Regions from separate parts of the Mus musculus genome. Here regions 1, 3 and 4 are each linked to region 2. The links are chromatin contacts, called in public promoter capture Hi-C maps. All regions are on one chromosome and are shown on one strand. The core of a region is the stretch at or near the end of the contact, and the rest is flanking DNA. Distances in the headings are between cores, read along the strand shown.

Region 1 (3,057 bases), core at 466-2,965, 2.1 Mb after region 2:
TCAGGATGTATGAGAGAAGAATAAATAAAAAGGAAAAAATAAAAATCTTACTCTTATTGTACCTAGAGCTGAAAAGCTTAGAAGAAACACAAGTGTTCTTTAAAGGTCACATGATTCTACTACAGAGCAAACATTGCCACCTAGAGTCCAGGCGTTGACTTTCTTTCCTTAAAGGCAGGAATGGAGAAGGGAAGAGATTGGGCAGGAGATCCAATTATTCTCCTTCTAAAAATTTTATTTTATGTATATGTTGGATGTTTTGTCTGCATGTTCACCCACAGATCAGAAGCGGCATTGGATCCTATAGGACTCTAGGATTATAGATGGTTGTGAACCACCATGGCTGGGAATTGAACTCAGGACATCTGGGAGGGCAGACAGTGCTCTTAACTGAAGAACCATCTCCATAGCCCTGATCCAATCTCTCTTCAAACAAAATGTTTGTTTTCATTTTAGCTTTCTTGCAATCCTTGATCCTCGTGCCTTACTCTCTGTGAAAGCTTTGGTTGAGCTACAGCTCCAAACGGGTACTTGACTCTTTAAATTATATGCCTGTATTGCTTCTAAGAAACAAAAACTTGACGGGTGGTGTTGGTGCACACCTTTAATCCCAGCTCTTGGGAGGAAGAGGCAGGTGGATCTTTGAGTTTCCAGGACAGGAGGGCTACACAGAGAAACCCTGTCTCAACCCTCACACCCAAAGTCTGCCTAAGTGAACTAACTGCACGTAGGCTATAGGGGCTGCAACAAAGTACTTTCTCTAGTTGGCTTCACTCTCCGATATCAGTTTTGCACTGAATAAGGTTTTCTGAAATAAACTAGACTTTGTGTGTAACCTTAAGCAAACAGTTTCACCTCTAGGACTATAGTTTATATGTATTATATGTATATAATATATATATATACATATGTGTATATATATATATTATACAAACACACACACATAATGATCAAGGATGTCTTTCTTATTTATTTATTTATTTGTGCAAGGATCAAAAATTATGTAAAGGGCCTCGAGAGATGGCTCCATGGTTAAGAGCACTGGCTGCTCTTCCAGAGGACCTGGGTTCGGTTCCCAGCCCCCACATGGCTGCTCACAACCATCTTAACTCCAGTCCTAGTAAATTCGGCCCTCTTCTGGCCAATTCAGGCACGCACCTAGTACATAAACACAACATGCATACAAATTTTAAAAATATAATAAGGAAGCAAACAAATAAGTAAATAGATTCGCAGAGCAGAGGTTAAAGCTTTGGCTTATGACAAGGATCATAATGGGTACATAGAGCAGCTGCAAGGGTTGCGGAGGAGTTTTGGAAGGAAGTCGACAGGGTTGAGAAGTAGAACTGTGCAGCGGTGCAGCATCCTGCAGGGTGTTCGACTTCAGCCAGAGAGCAGAAGCCTTGTCTACAGGGGCATCACCCGGGGCAGCAGCCCTTCCCGGGAACCGGCTGGCACCTCCGCCCCGCTCCGCACACCCTTTCGGGGCCTGTACCTTCTGAGGGTCCAGTGCCGCTCCTTCCAGTGCTCTCGCTGCAACTTCCAATTCTCCAAGCGGTTCAAGGACCCGTTTTCCACCCTCCCCCGACTCCGGCGGACCAAGATAGCGAACAGCGGAATGGGTCACCCGGCTGGCGGAATGGATCACCCGGCTGTGGACGCTCGGCGTTCCGGGATCGGTGGGGCGACCGAAAGCTTAGCCACGCCCTCCCCGCGTGTCACTCTCATTGGCTGAAACACAACCCCGTTCAGCGCTGGGCTGGACAAGCTGCTTGAAACCACACCGCCGACTTCAGTGATTGGCGGAGAGGGAGAAGCTCGTTAGTGCCCGCTCCCGCCCCCCTAGTCGGGCGGAGCCCAACTAAAGTCTTAGCCAGGAATTCTAGCAGCTGATTTACCCGAACCGAACCGTGAGTTCTAGGGAAAGGAAACTGAAACCAGGGTGCGTGAAGGCACCTAGGACTCCATAGAAAGGGTGGGACCTGCGTCCCTTAGGATAGGGAGGGAAGAGCTGAGGTAATAAGGTATTTTTGAGGATATGAATGATAAATACTGTGGGTTCATGATAACGCTTTTTAATTTCTATAATCACTTGTTCAGGTGGAAGTTAGCCAGCCCCATTAGAGTGTAAAAATCTAAGTTTCAAGAAGGAAATTACTGGCAAGCGATGACAGTATCCCAAACCATCCACCCACCCATCCATCCATCTACACTTCTCTTGTCAGAATTTTCCACTTATTGGTTGTTTTGTTACTATCTCTTGTACGCCAAGACACCATAGTTCTTTAATAAAGGCCACTCCCAGTTAGAAGTTGTACTTTCAACTTCTGACACAAAATTAGACATGGCTATTTCTTCCACAACACCGATATCTGTGGTGGCATCCTTTCCGGTCTCTGGCTGATGGGTGGTCACCTCTGGCTGAGGGGTGGTCACCTCTTTCTCATCATAATAATACTGGATCAGCCGCTGAACCCCAGCCTTCATCGCTGGCTTAAGAGCAGCCGTGATCACCGCACCAGCTGGGCCCCCTGACGCGCCTACCATGGCCATCAAGAGATCATAACCCAGATCTATGGCCCCATCTCGACCTCGTTCCTTGGCCTTGTCAGAGCAGTTCTTAATGGCGTAATACAAAGCTGTGCCTAGGTTGTAGTAGGTGCCTACTGCTGGTAGTAGGTCAACCACATTGTGGACACTCTGTTCCTGATCATTGTCGCAGTCTGTGTTGGAAATCGAACGTTTGGCCCTCTTTGGACCTGGCTGCTCCCAGGCTAAGAGCTGCAGAGCAGAGGACAGGGCATCCACAGACACTTCCCGGTCTGTGTGTCCACTCTTCTGGAGCTCCTGGAGATGGTGGATGAGGGCTTGTGTAGCCTCCACACCTCCTAATCGGTAAAGCTGAAGCTGAAGAGCCCAGACCTCAGCCTGGCAGCCAGCTGCCTCCAGAGCATTCCTTAGAGCCAGGCCTACCAGGAATTTGGAGACAGGGGGCATGTAAGTGAAGCCAGGCAGGGACTTGGGGAGCAGCATCTGGCAGGACAAGGGCTTGTCTGA
Region 2 (3,175 bases), core at 384-2,883:
AGTCACTTTCCTTAACCTCTAAGTGGAAATCAGGCAGCTATGAGTCTACACATAGAAAGTAATGCTTGCGACTTTTCCATTGCTGCCATTCAGATTGAAGCTTGAGTCATGACATGGGTCAAGACTAAGACACGAGCCAAGACCCAACTTTCTATTAGAATCTGAATCTCAGAACTTGAACCTAAAAGTCTCTCCACATCACTATATAGTGCTTCATCCTAGAAAATATCTTAACTTTCAGAGGATCGAAGGAGTTAAGAGAACATTATTAGTCTGGTTATAAATAGCCTCTAAATCTGTCTGAGTGCCTGTGTTTGTTGGCTCTTTTTCTATCCCTCCTTCTATAGCTTTATCTTGCTATCTATGATAACATTTTCTGTAGAAGTCAACCAACAAACCTGGCCTTTTGAGCTCTTTTTTTTTTTTTTTTTAAACCAATGGTCATGATTTAGGACCTGCAGATCCCTGGCTCTTACTGCTCAAGCTGAATATCTGCTGAATCAGAAGCTTGGGCATTTGCAAGCTTCCAACCTCTAATTACTCATGAATTGTATAAAACCTCCAATTAAGGACCTTTGTGATATACGAAGTCACAAATATTTCCTTGGGCATTGTTTTAAATGCTTATTATCTTACTAAACTACTTCTACAGTACACTTTTATCTTGATGGGGCTCTGCCCTAAATCCCTACATTGCCTCTTCTACCCACAGATAAAGTGGGTTGTGGGATAAAATGGGTTGTGGGATAAAGTGGGTTGTGGGAAAAACCCAGTGTGAATGATATTTCCATGCCTCCTCCTTTACCAGGATACAGATGGATAGCTACCCTGAAACAAAGGGTGTTGGAGATGCCAGCCCCAATATTATATAGGTCACTGAGAGGTCAACATATTTAAATGAGATATAAGGCAAAACCCTAGTCTTCATAAAATGTGAACCATGGGCCTTTAGTAAATTTGGCCTGTCATTATCCAACTGTGCAAATTTTCCCACATAGTAATTTTTATATACCTCACAACACTTTATCTCCACATCTTTTGCTGAAGATTCCAAAGAAAAGCTGAGAGAAAAGTCAGGCCAGGTTTGTATATTCCCAAATTCAGAGATAAGGGAACTAAAAAGAACCTATCATCAAACCAGGAAACTTCTCTTGTTCACAGCTTTTCATAATTGAAAATAGAATTAAATGGCCACACATATGAGTTTAGCAAGATGCTAAGAATTCTCATGAGAAAAAAGGAATTTTGTGAATAGCAATTCAGTTCATCAAAAAGGCCATGATTCATGACCCCAGAACAATAACATCTGGTAGCCAGGAGGATGGGAAGAGGCATCTCTGCTCAATAGTTCCAATGATGAGGCTGTAGAGTTAAGGTCAGGAATGAAAGTTTCTCTCCTGATAAATCTCTTAACTTGGAGGCCAGATTTTTCCCCCCTGACCCATATCCTTTTCTCTATAACTATCTATAACTCTATATCAGTTCCACTCTAAAGCCAAAGAAAACTACACTTACCAGAGGTAAGAAAGTTCTCGAAACAGGGTTGAATCTTTCTCAGGAGTGGTGCTAGAGATGAGGGCTGTGTGATAGTTTCATATCGCAGACTGTGACTTTCTCTCTGTTCTCATTCAACTGTCAGCTCAAAAGAGGAAGCGGATGTGAGAGAACACAGAGATATCTGTACATGCATCTGCACGGCCTCTGCCTCTTAGCCAGCCACATCCTCTGCTCTAGCTTAGGAGACAGAAGAATAAAGCATCTATCACCCATAAGCTTACAGGCAGAGCCCATCCCCTGAAATGGCTGCTTGCAGCGACTTCAGTTTTTTACACCTAGGGAGGGGTATTGCCCACTAGACAATGGGAATCTGGAAAAGTCTTCCTCTAATATAATTAGAAACAGTTAGAATCTACTCCTGTAGCCAAATGTACATAGAAAATGTAGAAAATGATTTAAAAATTAGACTTGTCTCTCCATAAAATCTACTCACATTTATTCTATAGTTGAGGACTTCACCCTACTTGGGATTTTTCATAACTCTTTCACACTCAGGTAGACCCCCCAGAAGCTTCTTCATAAATACTATTAATGAAAGCAATTTTTATGCATTAACTTCTTTTTAAAAATTTTTATTGGATTTATCTATGTTTCTGTGTGTGCATATTCTCTCTCTGTCCCTCCCTCTCTCTCATTCTCTCTCTCTCTCTCTCTCTCTCTCTCTCTCTCTCTCTCTCTCTCTGTGTGTGTGTGTTCATGCCCCTGTCACAGCATGCATGTGGAGGTTAGAGGACAGTTTGAAGGAGTCAATCTTCTCCTTCCACCATGTAGATCCTGGGTTTGAACTCAGGTCATCAAGCTTATTAGAAGGCAACTTTACTCACTGAGCCATGTTCATTTTCTTTTTTCTTTTCTTTTTTAAAATATTTTTATTAGGTATTTTCCTCATTTACATTTCCAAAGCTATCCCAAAAGTCCCCCATACCCTCCCCCCGACTCCCCTACCCACCCACTCCCACTTTTTGGTCCTGGTGTTCCCCTGTACTGGGGCATATACAGTTTGCAAGTTCAATGGGCCTCTCTTTCCAGTGATGGCCAACTAGGCCATCTTTTGATACATATGCAGCTAGAGTCAAGAGCTCCGGGGTACTGGTTAGTTCATAATGTTGTTCCACCTATAGGGTTGCAGATCCCTTTAGCTCCTTGGGTACTTTCTCTAGCTCCTCCATTGGGGGCCCTGTGATCCATCCAATAGCTGACTGTGAGCATCCACATATGTGTTTGCTAGGCCCCGGCCTAGTCTCACAAGAGATAGCTATACCTGGGTCCTTTCAGCAAAATCTTGTTAGTGTATGCAATGGTGTCAGCGTTTGGAAGCTGATTATGGGATGGATCCCCGGATATGGCAGTCTCTAGATGGTCCATCCTTTCGTCACATCTCCAAACTTTGTTCATAGCAGCCTTATTTATAATAGCCAGAAGCTGGAAAGAACCCAGATGCCCCTCAACAGAGGAATGGATACAGAAAATGTGGTACATCTACACAATGGAGTACTACTCAGCTATTAAAAAGAATGAATTTATGAAATTCCTAGGCAAATGGATGGACCTGGAGGGCATCATCCTGAGTGAGGTAACCCAATCACAAAAGAACTCACACAATATGTACTCACTGATA
Region 3 (2,965 bases), core at 412-2,911, 2.6 Mb after region 2:
AACTCACTCTGTAATCCAGGCTGGCCTTGAACTCAGAGATTTGTCTGCCTCTGCCTCCCAAGTGCTGGGATTAAAGGCGTGCACGATCACGCCCGGCACTTTTTTTTTTTAAGTTATTTTATTATTTGCTTATTTGTTTCCAGGTGTAGGTAGCTCCGGTTGTCCTGGAACTCACTACGTAGACCAACCAGGCTATCTTCGAACTGGAGAGATCTGTCTCCCTTGGCCTCCCAAGTGCTGGGAGTAAAGTTCTGAGCCACTATGCCTGGCTTTTTGCTTTCCGTTTCAATCCCCAGTGTCCTGTAAAGGAAATCTCAAAGGAACTGCTGACTGTGCTTAGTATCTCCTTATGTCCTCACACCCCGAGGCCCCATTTTGACAGTTTATTCAGGTGACAGTCCTTCCAAATCCTGTTCTAGGCTTTTAGGCCCTGATCCGGAAAAGAATCTTTCCTGGACATATACTCTCTTCCCAAAAGAAGTCTCCAGTCCCTCTTGAACAATATATTTATGGGTGTTGATCTTAAAGCCACAAGTGAGAGCAAGTGACAGGCAGGCAGGAACGGAAGGGGGCAGTATGAGAGTGGATGTGTGCTTACACGCCTTGGCTGTCTTTATTCTCTGGAGTTGCTACTCCCTCCAGTGGATGTTGGCAAACATCACTTATTTTCCCGGCCACTATTTAACAAGGGAGGGAAAACACGATTTCTTATCAACTTTTAATTTTTTTTTTTTCTGGTCGGGATCACAAAATAAGTTTCTTACCTAGTCCGGAGTTGACTGTCCAGCAGAAAGTACAAAATGAATGTGCTTGAAAGAATGAATAAACTTAGGAACTACGTCCCGCTTAAGCGGATGGCCTCTTATCTTTCCTGGGCAACTGGAGTATAATGACTCCAGGTGTGTTCTCCGGAGCTATTTGGGAGGAGGATCTTAACAGGAGGCCAGTGGTGGCACACACCTTTAATCCCAGCACACAGGAGGCAGAGGCAGGTGGGTCTCTCAACTCCAGGCCGGCCCGGTCTAAGGTGTGAGTTCCAGAACAGCCAGGGGCTACCCTGAGAGACCCTGTCTTGAAAAACATTCAGGTGAACTCTATTCCACTGTACCGAGACAGATCCATCCCTGGGGTGTTTTTAGTAAACTGAATGAGTGGGGCGTTTGCTTTCTCCTGACCTATTTCAGGGCGAAACCCAGAAATCCGTTTTAACTCAGAAATTCAAGAGACCTAGCAGCACCTCGGAGCCCCTCCGTGGTTTCCCCCCTAAAGGGTGTCAACCAGCCCAGGCCTCCCTTCCTGGGGAAGGCTCAGGCCTCCGCCCGACCCGAGCTGTCCGGAGGGCGGCCCGGGACCCGTCAGTGCGGACCGTCCCTGGAGCGTCTCACTCAGCGTCCCGAGCTGCTCCGAGTAACGGGCCGCACCCTCGGGATAAGAAACCACTTTTCCACATTTAACGCCCTCGCGCCCGACCCCTGGGCAGCCGCTGCCCGGGTGGTACCTGAGCCGCAGACCACGCAGCCGGCGACGACCAAGAGCAGCCATGTGGCGCCGCCGCCGCCCCCGGCCCCCCAGCACCGGGGCCCTGGACCAACCGCCGACCACACCGACACTTTGATTCCTCCCGCCATGGATGCCTCACACCGCCTCCTCCTCGCGTGCCCCTCCTCAGCAACTGTCTCCGAACGGGCAGCGCCGGCAGCCAATCGGCTGCGAGACCCGCCCCCACCCCCACCCGTGGAGCAGGCGGGGCCTCGCGCGCTCCGCCCTCCCGCGCCCCTAGGAGCCACACCTCCTAGCAACGCCAATCCTGGCAGTGACGACAGGAAGAGCCCGCCCTTTCCCCGCAATCTGCTTCCGTCCGCGGTTTATTTACAAATGAGATTGATGGAAAGCTTACCCAATAGGAAATCAGAATGAGAGGAGGCCTCCTGGACTGCGTGTTTCCATCGAAACGTCTCTTCTAGTTTTTCTTTCCTTTCTTCCTCGGCCCTTTTATGACATGCTAGCCAGTGGCAACTCTTCACGAGTAAGGTTCTCCCGTGACCGTTTTTTAAGGTAAAATGATTGCCAGCCTGTCTCCAAAGTTCTGAAATATTTCAGCAATAAGTACAGGATTATTGTGCGTTGTCAAGGTTTTGCAGGCATAAACAACGTTTGAAAATGTAGAGATAGAGCTGAGATAGAAACTCTGACTTCGATCCCCAGCACTGCAAGAAAAAAACAAACAGAAAACAAAACACCAAAAAAAAGTATTAATTTGGCTTCGGTTTCCTTTTTTGACTGAAGATGTAGCTAAACTGTGCACAAGGCCCTCGTTTCAATCACCAACGCCACAGGAATAAACTACAAGTCCCGAGCATTTCTGGTTTTGAAACGAAACAAGTGATAATTAAGACAGCTTATCCTCTCCATTTGGGAAAAAAAAAAAAAAAAGCCAAGGCTAAGAGAGAGAGAAAAAACACAAAGTAGGTTCTGAGCTCAAATCTAAGTTCTTTCTGTGGCTTAGGTGCCTCCCAGTACTTGCAGTCCAGGCACTGTGTGTGTAGCACTTACAGAAATTGAAAATTGAAGCACCTTTTTTTTTTTTTTTTTTTTTTTTTTTTGGTTTTTTGAGACAGGGTTTCTCTGTGTATCCCTGACTGTCCTGGAACTCACTCTGTAGACCATGGCCTTGAACCCATAAATCTGCCTGCCTCTGCCTCCCAAGTGCTGGGATTAAAGGCGTGCTTGTAATCCCATCACTTGGGAAGTTGAGAATGAAGGCTTGCTGAGAATTGAAGAGTAGCCAGGATTATAGAGTTTGAACCGTGAGAACCTGTATGTGTGTGTATATACATACATATATATACACACACACACACACATATATATACATATACATATATATATACACATACATACACACACACATATATATACACACACTTGTGTGTAGACACATGTATACATGTATATGCACATTTAT
Region 4 (3,081 bases), core at 358-2,857, 2.8 Mb after region 2:
CACTCAGCATACATACATAAGCCCCTAGATTCTATCTCTAGCACTGAAAAGGAAACAGAACAAAGACCTCACAGTGAGCACAGTGGTGGCACACCCCTTCAGTCCCAGCACTGGGGAGGCAGAGGCAGGCAGAGCTCTGTGAGTTTGAGCCAGCCTGGTCTACACAGAGAGTTCCAAGACAGCTAGTGATATACAGTGGAACCCTGTCTCCAAAAACCAAAAAACAACTCCACCCCACCTCCCCCCAAAAAAACTGAACCCAAAAACCACCACCAAAACCTGACTCACAGGGCTATGTCTCTGTCTCTGTCTCCCTCCTTCCCTCCATCCATCCCTCCCCCCTCCCTTCCCCCCTTCCCCCCCTCCCTCCCTCCCTCCCTCCCTCCCTCCCTCCCTCCCTCCCTCTTATCTGGGTATAAGAGAACAAAGTGAAGTGTTTCGTGTTGTCTGGGTCACTATTAGTGAGCCCCTTGTGTCTCCAGGGCTAAGGCATGGCTAAATGTCTACTGAATGAGTAAAGGTATAAAATGGCTATCAGAGGCCAATGGTTCTCAAAACCACTGCTTCCTGGAATCCCCAAGAGGTTTGGTTGTGTGTCTCTGAGCAGAGGCCTTAAGAAGATGTCCTCAAGCGGTGGTGGCGCACGCCTTTAATCCCAGCACTCAGGAGGCAGAGGCCAGCAGATTTCTGAGTCCGAGGCCAGCCTAGTCTACAGAGTGAGTTCCAGGATAGCCAGGGCTACACAGAGAAACCCTGTCTCAAAAAACAAAAACAAAAAACAAAAACAAAAACAAAAAAACAAAACACAAAACAAAACAACCCCCCCCCCAAAAAAAACAAAAACAAAAAAAGAAGTGGGCGACTGCTGGGGAGTAAGGGAGATGTAAATAAGAAACGAATGCAAACCGTGTGAGAAGAGGAGGGATGGCTACTCTGCTCTCACCTGACAGCTGGATAGACACAGAGGAGGCAGGCTGTGAGTCAGGGGAAGAGGACAACCCACCGGAGCCAGCGTCCGAATGCGAAGTTTCATTTAATCCCTTCTACAAGCTCTTTGTGTTGGAGTGGGCAAAGTGTGACAGGCTCATCTGAGGTCCACTGTCCTCTAACTTCACATGTAGCTGAGGCTACTAGCCTTGACCTTTCAATCTCTCTGTCTCCACTTCCCTAGTACTGGAATGACAATGTCATGGTTTAACATTGGAAGAAACGGAGGACTTTGTGTTGTAATCCTAAAGCAAGGATTTGAGTCTTTTACCCTTTCAAACTATATCTGCTTTCACTGTGTGTATTTATCTTCTAAATATGTTTTAAATCTCCCTGAGAACCATATGCTAGATATGCTTGGTAGGCATAAACCACACGAAAATAAACAAACAAACAAACAAACCAAAAAGCGCTTGCCTGGAAAACCGGAAGGAAAAACAAAACAGAAACTCTGAAGAGCTTCAAGAAAGGACATGGAGGAGCTTTAAGTCTAAGAACTTTTCAGGCAAAGCTCTCCATACCGGGACTTGTATAGATGGGAAAGAGCAAAGTAAAAAACTACAATTCCCAGAAGGCAATTTTTTAAAAAAACCCAGTACTGCGCATGCGCAGGGAACGCCTCTTTCACTCGAACTTCACGGGGGCAATTTTCTCGCGCACGCGTTCTAAGAGCAGCTGGTTTTCGACCCCGGTACTACACCGATACAGAGTTAGTGGCTAGTCCTCCTGTGCCTCCTGTAGCGATGGTATCCTTCTCTTTGCTTCGGACCACTCGGGTAAGAACAGGGTTCTGTTTACTGGATGATCAGTGGAAAGGCCCACCCAAAGTGGGGTTCTCCTGGCTCCTTGCTGCACGTGTTCTGGGGCCTCGGGGAACAGATGCTTAACCAGGAAATCCCTGAGACAGCACATGTGCGGTGGCTGGGCCCCTAGTTCTGGCGATCAGACGACCTAGGTAGGGTCTTGTAGTCACCCAGTTGACACGACTCTTAAGGTAAAGGTCCGCAGACGCTGTGTTAACAATATCCTAGCAAACAAGTGGGGTTCCCGGCTTCGATGCGCTAGTTGAATTTTTCCCGCCAGCTCTGAGCTATGGAGATGATGCAACCGAGCCTCAGTACTTTCATCACGCAAGGGTCCTGCTGCTGTGTGGGCAGGAAGGAGGTAGCGAGGTGCTGTGTGTGTGTGTCTGTGAGTGTGAGATAAAATTAAGATTTTGGGCAAACACCTTCAGCCTACCCCAACTCCCGCCAGTACACAACTCTTTCCAAGAACTGCTTAAAAGTCTATCCTCCTACTTTTTAAAGGTTGCTCTGGAAACCACCCTTTAAAAGCCTCTGGTGTTAAGCCCTGTTAGCTTGGTATCTTCTCTCATGGAGGTATTCATGTCCGGAGGCCCTGCAGGAAGTCCACCTCTTATGTTTATGAATATTTTAACTGCACTGTGTGTGCACTGCGTGCATGCCTGGGTACCCACAGAGGTCAGAGGAGGGCATCAGATCTCTTGGAACTGGAGTTACAGATGGTTGTTAGCTGTTTTGTGGGTGCTGGAAGATGAACCGCTGTCCCCCACAAGAGCAGCCAGGACCTTAGGATGGTCATTTTGTTCCTGTGTGTGGGGAGACTCTGGAATCGCAGTGTCTCTCACCTGAATTGGAGGGACATGGGCTTCTGGGGCACAAGCTTTGCTCTGTGACTTTGCAGAGTCACTCAGGGTGATTAGGGATGCGTTGTGTTAGAGTTGACCAAAACTGCCCTTTGGATAATGATCTGAACCTTTGACTCTAGAACTTGCTATTCAAGATGAAAGTGGGGGTAGAGAGCACTGACTGCTGGCCGGACCAGGCTGCGTACTTAGCCAGAGGGCTCGATCTGTACCCATGACTGAGGGCAGCTGGGAGAAGAGATCTGGACAATTTTTAATTAACCCTGGCCTTTCTGCCCTGAGCCTCTGCAGAGATGTGGTCAGCTGGTCTGCATGGCTGCCCGGGCCCAGCACAGCAAGGTGGCCCAGACGCAGGCTGGGGAAGCAGCTGGAGGTTGGACGGGCCAGGAGAGTTTATCAGACAGTGACCCTGAGATGTGGGAGCTTCT

What was found. Promoter capture Hi-C pulls out the DNA fragments that hold promoters and counts their contacts.
Region 1: a contact with region 2 is called in a promoter capture Hi-C map of pre-B cells, with 2.3 times the contacts expected there. The contact joins the promoter of Stat2 here to the promoter of Tespa1 in region 2.
Region 3: a promoter capture Hi-C map of pre-B cells shows a contact between it and region 2, with 7 times the contacts expected there. The contact joins the promoter of Nemp1 here to the promoter of Tespa1 in region 2. A contact is called at or near these places in 2 of 39 promoter capture datasets (the C10 cell line and pre-B cells).
Region 4: a promoter capture Hi-C map of pre-B cells shows a contact between it and region 2, with 4 times the contacts expected there. The contact joins the promoter of Shmt2 here to the promoter of Tespa1 in region 2. A contact is called at or near these places in 2 of 39 promoter capture datasets (the C10 cell line and pre-B cells).

Annotation. Positions count from the first base shown.
Region 1 is chr10:128,269,156-128,272,212 of GRCm38.p6, reverse strand. It overlaps Stat2 (signal transducer and activator of transcription 2), which reads right to left and starts at 1,715. Exons shown (of 24, transcript NM_019963.2): 1 at 1,496-1,715. It overlaps Apof (apolipoprotein F), which reads right to left. Exons shown (of 2, transcript NM_133997.3): 2 at 963-3,057. The coding sequence ends at 2,254.
Region 2 is chr10:130,321,310-130,324,484 of GRCm38.p6, reverse strand. It overlaps Tespa1 (thymocyte expressed, positive selection associated 1), which reads right to left and starts at 1,633. Exons shown (of 9, transcript NM_183264.4): 1 at 1,516-1,633.
Region 3 is chr10:127,675,761-127,678,725 of GRCm38.p6, reverse strand. Nemp1 (nuclear envelope integral membrane protein 1) reads right to left here and starts at 1,661. Exons shown (of 9, transcript NM_001113211.1): 1 at 1,499-1,661. The coding sequence starts at 1,628. It overlaps Gm16230 (a long non-coding RNA gene), which reads left to right and starts at 1,967. Exons shown (of 4, transcript XR_872178.1): 1 at 1,967-2,055.
Region 4 is chr10:127,520,970-127,524,050 of GRCm38.p6, reverse strand. It overlaps Shmt2 (serine hydroxymethyltransferase 2 (mitochondrial)), which reads left to right and starts at 1,607. Exons shown (of 12, transcript NM_028230.4): 1 at 1,607-1,763; 2 at 2,936-3,081. The coding sequence starts at 1,731.